Linked DNA regions of Mus musculus: region 2 is linked to region 1. Evidence: chromatin contacts called from public HiChIP or PLAC-seq data. All regions are on one chromosome and are shown on one strand. Each heading gives the region's core, a stretch centred on a gene start, on an enhancer-like site or on the middle of the called end of the contact. The rest is flanking DNA. Distances are from core to core; before and after follow the strand shown. Region 1 overlaps Btbd11 (BTB (POZ) domain containing 11). Region 2 overlaps Btbd11 (BTB (POZ) domain containing 11).

Region 1 (3,766 bases), core at 701-3,200:
ACAGGCCACATTTTCCACAGATGTTCTACCTGTTTCCAGGGCCATCTTGTCTGTCAAGCACTGCAAAGCCTCTCTAGGCCACCTATATCATGAAAGACGACTTCCCCAACAGCTGTTTGAGTAATTAAAATTTCTAATAATAACTCATCATTGGATAAATCTGTCAGAAACATGAGATACCAACTCCACTAATATCCCTTTGCCTCCATGCTCTTGCTTAGAGTGGGTTAACCCTGCTCTACCAGAAAGAAGAGGCAGGCAAAGATGTACGGGTGGTAGTTTAAATAGGAATGGCTCCCACAGGCTCACAGATTTGAAAGCTTGGTCATTAGGGACTGAAACTACTTAACAAGGATTAGGAGGTGTGGCCTTTTTGAAGTAGGTGTGGTGTTGCTGGAGGCAGTGTGTCACTGGGGGTGGGCTTTTGGGATTTCAAATGCCTAAGCCAGGCCCAGTGGTTGTCACTCTTCTTGCTTCCTGCTGATACAGATGTAGAACTCTCAGCTCCTTCTCCAGCACCATGTCTGCCTGTGTGCTGCCATACTTTCCCGCCGTGATGATAATGGACTAAACCTCTGAAATTGTAAGCCAGCCCCAATGACATGCTTTTCCTATTAAGTGTTGCCATGGTTGTGATGTCTCTTCACAGCAATAGAACATTGATTAAGATGGTATGCCAGTCAGTGAATGAGGAAGATTTCCCCAACATAATCTCATTGAGACTGATCACCCAGAGCTTGAGTCTCCAATGGAAGTGCTCATGAGAACCTCCAGAGGACCCTGGTGTAAATGCACATAACTGCTCCTCCACACCTACAAATTCTGATATGAAAATCTAGATGGGTCTAGGAACTTGCGTTTGAACAGCTTCCTCCAGGTATTCTGAGGCAGGGATCCAAAAGATGTTGTTTACAATATATATACATTGATGGACTACTGCCTGGGTTGGAGTAAGCTCCCATCTATTCATCATTTGATTTCTCTTCTGGACATCTCTTCTGTCCCAGCCACAAAAGCAAATACTGCAATTAGTTGCCATACACATGGGGGTGGGGGTGGGGTAGGAAGATGGCTCAGTCAGTAAAGTGCTTGCTGCACAAGCAAGAGGACCCGAGTGTGGGTTCCCAGCACCCACCTAGATCCTAGGCACAAAGCAAGTGCTCCCCAGTCAGCCAATGGACCTGAATTGGTGAGCTCCAGTGCAGTGAGAGGCCTTGACTCAAAAGGAGGGTGGGGATTGCTAAAAGAAGAAAAGCAATGGTACCATCTAGTCTCCACATGCACATACATGGGCAAGTATGTATACACACACACACATCATACATAACACACACATACACACCCCACACACCATGTATCATACACACCTCACACACCACAACCCCCACCATGCATCATACACAACACACACACCACAACCCCCACCATGCATCATACAAAACACACACACACACACACACACACACACACACACACACACACACACACACACACATACACACACACACATGAGTCAAATGAAGTCTGATTTGTCTGCTTTTCACAGACCAGGAGTCTTATTTCAGAGCATGGGTCCTCAGGAAAGACTAAAGGGAAGTCCTTCCCAAGATCATAGAAGCAAGGAGAGAGGTCAGTTCCTCCCATGGAGTTGGCATGACTGCCTCATTGTGAATGCAATAGATGTTATGATGGACTTTTGGGAGTGTGTGTCTTCCAGCCCTGTAAGTCTGAAGCTGCAAAGTGATCTGTTCCCTCTAGGGCTTTGCGTCATGAGCATCATCTGGCCAAACAAGGATAATAGGTAGAGGGAGGCTCCACTGCTTAGGTATGTCTGGCTATATAGACCAGACTTACTCATGTAAGGCTTTCACGAAGAAAAATGTCACCCTGTGCAGTAGTGTGCAGTATTTTGGATTGACTCTTTTCCAACCTCTATGTGTCAGAGCTCTCTGGAGTGAAGAGGTGACTAAGCCAATTCCGCCTCAGGAAAGGGATAATTCTTGTGTGCTTTGCTCTAAGAAGAGAAATCTAATGGAATGAGTCATGGTGTCCAGCATAGAATCAAATCCCTTCCTGGGTTGGGAAGGGATTTGACTTCACCTTCCAAACATGCAGGACACATAGAGCCCAGTCCATCCACTAGAGATACCCGGGAGAGATGTAAGCACTTTCCATCTGTGTGTTGATCTAGCGAGCTCCTGAGAATGAAGAACCAAGAACCTTTTTTTTTTTTTTTTTTTTTGCTTAGTTTTCTAAAGTTAACATAACCTTAACCCACTCAGTGGTTTCTCAGAAAAATTATAGCTGGGAAAACACAGTTCAGTGGTGAGAGCTTGGCTTATTTATATGAAGCCCTGGGTTTCATCCTCAGTACAAAATCTAAAAGTAACAATAAAAGTCAGATTTAAACCGGCTGTAGTGGCATTCACCTGTAATTCCAGGAATGCAAGGTTCTATCTCAAAATAACCCACACCACAAAACAAAAACAACAAATTACAGTAATAAGCCTTGACTAGGAAGAATTCATTATAATAATAATAAAGTGTAGGTCAAATTAGGAGATTAAAAGAATACATCTCAATCATAGGAGATAGAAGAAGATAAATTATTATCTCTGTAGATGGCAGTCAGTGCTTGTTTTTCTCCCTAGCTATTTATTTATTTATTTATTTATTTATTTATTTATTTATTTTGAATTTATTCTTCTCTCATATAATATATCCCAACTTCAGCCTCCTCTCCCTCTACTTCTACCATTCCCCTCCCCACCTCCTCTCTCCTCCAAATCCATTCTTCCTCCATTTCCCTTCAGAGAAGAGCAGGCCTCCCGGGGATATCAACTGAACACAGCATAGCAAGATGCAATAAGTCTAGGCACAAACCCTTATATCAAGGCTGAATGAGGCAACCCAGTTCTTTTTCTTTTTGAAAAGACTTTTAAAAATCTCCCTTAATATTTGAAAAATTAAAAGCATAGGACATTTCCTTAACAAAACAAAGAACATCCAGTGATCAACATCATACTTAATAATGGAACACTAATGGTAGCCCATCCAAGTCACACCCAAGGAAAGGACAATGGCTTACCATGATGTAAAAACATAAGTTGGGAAGTTGAGAATATAATGGGCAGATAGGTATTCACCTATTTGGGGATCAAAGACCAACCCTGGAAAGGGGGAAAGCTGCCTTTTCCAGCATGCTTTGTTCCAACAAGAGAAATCTAATGAAATGAGTCATGATGTTCAGCATAGAATCAAATCCCTTCCTGGGTTGGGAAGGGATTTGGCTTCACCTTCCAAACATGCAGGTCACATAGAGCCCAGTCCATCCAGTAGAGATACCCGGGAGAGATGTAAGCACTTTCCATCTGTGTGTTGATCTAGCGAGCTCCTGAGAATGAAGAGCCAAGAACCTTTTTTTGCTTAGTTTTCTAAAGTTAACATAACCTTAACCCACTCAGTGGTTTCTCTGAAAAATTACAGAAAAATGTAAATTCATTGACTTTGAAGTGTCCACTGTGAAATACTGATTATTAGAAGGTAAAGTTAGACTTGCAAAAGGGATACCAAAACGAAAAACATCAAGAGCCCTTCCCACCCCTTCCAGTCCAGTCACTGCATATTGACTTTTGTCTTCAGAAAATACTTTGACTACATGAGCAAGATCTCAACTGAAGAACATTCAAGGTTAGAAAAAAGCAAAACCAGACACAAACCAAATGTCCAATGAAAGGGGGTTGAGTAAATTAATTAGAATTTCTCA
Region 2 (3,451 bases), core at 628-3,127, 150 kb before region 1:
AAGAACAGTGCTCATTCTTAACTTCTGGCGCATCTTGCCCTTGTTTTTGTAGTTGTGTGTATGTGTGTGTGTGTGTGTGTGTGTGTGTGTGTGTGTGTGTGTGTGTGTTGGGGTGGGGGATTGTTCTCTTTTTTTTTTTATCATTTCCTCAAGCAGGACTTCCTTCAGGGACACTCCTGGCTCACTGGAGTCTCCTGCCTATTCCTCTGGAGTGAAGATGAGGGACCTCACAAATGGGAGACTTGCTGTCTTAGTTTCTTTTCCTGTTGCTTTGATAACATACCCAGACAAAGGCAACTTAGGGGAGAAAGGGTTTAGTTCACAATTCCAGCGTATAGTCCGTCATAGCAGAGAGTCAAGGTGACGGGTACTCACCCACAGTGAACAAGTACTCACCCACACCAAGCAGCTGATCACACCCACAGTCAGAGAGAGAGAGAATGCACACACTATTGTGCTCTTCTCACTGTTTCCTTTTTGTACAAATCCAGGCAACGGCGCCCACTTACTCCCCCCACCCATTAACTTATTCATTTATTTATTCATTCACTTTACATCCTGATTGCAGCCCCCTATCTCCTTCCATCCCACAGTCTCATAGCCCCTTCCCCCTGTCCCATTCTCCTTTGATAAGGGGGAGTCTCCCCCCCCCATACCAACCCACCCTGGCACATCAGGTCACTGCAGGACTAGAGAGCCCACCCACTTTTAGGCTGGGGTTTCCCACACCAACAATTCAGTGAGGGCAATCTCCATAGACTACCCTAACTTAGAGAATCCGTCTTTAGAGGTTCTTTTCCTAGATGATTCTAATATAGACTGTATGTATTGAGATGACCATCAAAAGCATCAGAGGTGACATGGACATTGGGCCATCTATCATAATCTTTGGTGCATGGGACTTATGCCTCAGGTGTCCCCAGTGTCAGTGAAAGAGGAAAAAAGGTCCCATGGGTGAGGTACTAGGGTCCCCTTATCCATCTCTTCTGCTGTTTTTCTCTAAAGAGATTTACCACCTGCTGAAGGAGAACTCATTTCTCTGGCCTGGCTCCTCCCCTCTCTGTCTCTTGTCTGCCCTCCAAAGCTCACATTCTGTATCTGTTCCACATGTTTGCTTCCTTCCCATCCCCACTTCCCACAGCCATAGCCTGAGTATACCCGGACCACTGCTCACCCAGGCGTGAGGTCTGCTTCCTCTTGATCTCCGTGAGCTTGGGGATGGGGTAGGGACCGTAACAGTGTGTGAAGATGACGCACAGCTGCTGGCTGATCACTTCATTCTGTGAAGGGAGATGAATGGCATTATGGGAGTGCTTGGGTCGCACAGGCCAGGTTGACACTGTAGAAACCTGCTCGCATGGGCAAGAGGAGCCGGAACGGTCACTGTCCTCCTGGAGCATAGACACTGAGTTTTCACTTAGCACCCCTGGACTGACCTGCTTGCTCTACGAGCTCACTGTCTACTTCTTATGAGTTCACTGCTGGGTGCTTATGAAATTGATAAAGAAACATATTTCCATCTCAACCTGACTGTTAACTCGCTAAGGGAAAGCAGGCTTTTTGTAGCTCATGAATAAAAAGCTCTCACCCTCCATCCACCTTTATCTATATTCTCAAATTCTGGAAGCAGATCCTTGGTCCTGACCATGTAGCAGAAAGCCCTTGTGGTCCCGTGACTGTGTCCCACAAGGGCAGGATGAAAGCCTCTGATTCAGATCTGTAATAAGTCGGATTCTAGGACTCAGACATTTTGGATCTGGGAGTCATCAGTTGAATCACTTCTCAATAAAAATAAAAATCAGGACGGAGGAAGAGAGTCCTGTGCTTGCGAGCTCCAGCTGCCCACGGCTCAGGGAGGAAGGAGACTGCTCCGGGTGACCTTCATCCCAGTGTCTTGGTCCTTCCTGTTCACCTCCCTCCAAGAACAGGTGTGCAGGCCAGAAGGAGGGATGTGACTCACAGTACGCTGTGGCTTTTTATTAGGCAACTGGCTAAGACAGGGGCTAGATGAATAGTTACAATGGCTGTGGTTTGACCAAGCATTCCTGCGTGCCCATGTGTTAGGGGTGTGGTTCCTTGTTCATGGTGCTATGGAGAGATGGTTAGACCTTCACAAGACCTTGCAGGAAATCAGAGGTCCCTGAGCATGTGTTCCTAACAGATTACGGGGCATTGATATACTCAGCTCTTTCTCTTTGCTTTCCGGCTGCTCCCACTCTGAGCTTCTGTCCTGATGCCCTGTCTCACCTCTACCCTAGAAGCAACGGACTAACTGGTCACACAGCTCCAAAACTGTGAGCAAAACGAACCTTTCTTCTTTTAAGCTGATTAACTCAGGCAACCTATTTCAGCAATACCAAGCTGACTGACACAATCAAGGTTTTTTGTTTGTTTGTTTATTTTTGGTTTTGTTTTGGTTTTTTTTTTTGTTTTTTTGTTTTTTTGTTTTTTTTGTTTTTTGAGACAGGATTTCTCTGTATAGCCCTGGCTATCCTGGAACTCACTCTGTAGACCAGGCTGGCCTCAAACTCAGAAATCCGCCTGTCTCTGCCTCCCAAGTGCTGGAATTAAAGGCATGTGCCACCACTGCCGGCTTTTTTTTTTTTTTGACAATAAAGACTGAAGAGGTCTTAAAATGAGATCATTATCTTTTTCTTTATATTTCTGAGTGAGTACTGCTTTTGTGATCAAAATAATAAACACTTTTTTTAAAGGATGGCTTTGAGACCATAATCATGCTAGTGGTTTACAATATTCTTAAATTTAACCCCTAGGGCAGGACACAGCCCCTTCACATGTGCAAAGAAAATCTAAATCCTTCTATTAAAGTGGACAGATCACAGAAGGCACAGTGTCACCTGGGACATGATTCATAGACGTGTCCTGTGACCTTAGAGTGAAAGGAAGAAGGGGTTCTTCTCAAGGATGGTGCGGATGATATGGGTGATATGCTATGGGCAGATGGGAGGCACTTCTCTCCCTTAGCAACCCCACCAGTGACGCCACCTCAGCGGGGAGCAAAGTGTCCTCTCTCCTCATGAGCAGCACTGGAATCCCCTGGGAGATGGTAAGGAATATAAATCCTTCTCTTTTCTTTCTTTCTGTGTTTCTCATTTTTGTTCAAGACAGAGCTTAGATATGTAGCTCAAGCTAGTCTTACACTCCAGATCTCCTCGCTCACCTTTCCAGGTTACTGGCACAACAGGCAAACATAAAGACTAGATCTCACACTTTTAAAGAAGAATCTCTCTCTCTCTCTCTCTCTCTCTCTCTCTCTCTCTCTCTCTCTCTTTCTCTCCCTCTCTCTCTCTCTCTCTCTCTCTCTCTCTCCTTTCCTCCCTCCCTCCCTCCCTTCCTTTCTTTTTTTTTTGGAGCTGGGCAAATCTTGGCAGCAGGGTGCGCATGAGTAGGGGAAATCACTGGGTTGGTGACAGTCAAGGTTCCTTTCAAG

Evidence for each region. HiChIP or PLAC-seq counts read pairs in DNA pulled down with a chosen protein or histone mark.
Region 2: an H3K27ac HiChIP or PLAC-seq map of embryonic fibroblasts shows a contact between it and region 1, with 4 times the contacts expected there. The contact joins two enhancer-like sites. A contact is called at or near these places in 1 of 115 datasets of contacts at active chromatin or transcription factors (embryonic fibroblasts) and 2 of 9 other capture datasets (adipose tissue and embryonic stem cells).

The regions. Positions count from the first base shown.
Region 1 is chr10:85,484,880-85,488,645 of GRCm38.p6, reverse strand. The region is part of intron 1 of Btbd11 (BTB (POZ) domain containing 11); the gene reads right to left. Among named protein-coding and RNA genes, the nearest start is that of Btbd11, 100 kb to the right of the region's middle. Within about 2 kb of position 1,950, at least 33 of the 459 cell types and tissues checked have an H3K27ac peak or open chromatin away from gene starts, as enhancers often do. A contact at or near this core is called in embryonic fibroblasts, where this site is marked.
Region 2 is chr10:85,638,332-85,641,782 of GRCm38.p6, reverse strand. It overlaps Btbd11 (BTB (POZ) domain containing 11), which reads right to left. Exons shown (of 17, transcript NM_028709.2): 12 at 1,175-1,280. Among named protein-coding and RNA genes, the nearest start is that of Gm40731, 50 kb to the right of the region's middle. Within about 2 kb of position 1,877, at least 36 of the 459 cell types and tissues checked have an H3K27ac peak or open chromatin away from gene starts, as enhancers often do. A contact at or near this core is called in embryonic fibroblasts, where this site is marked.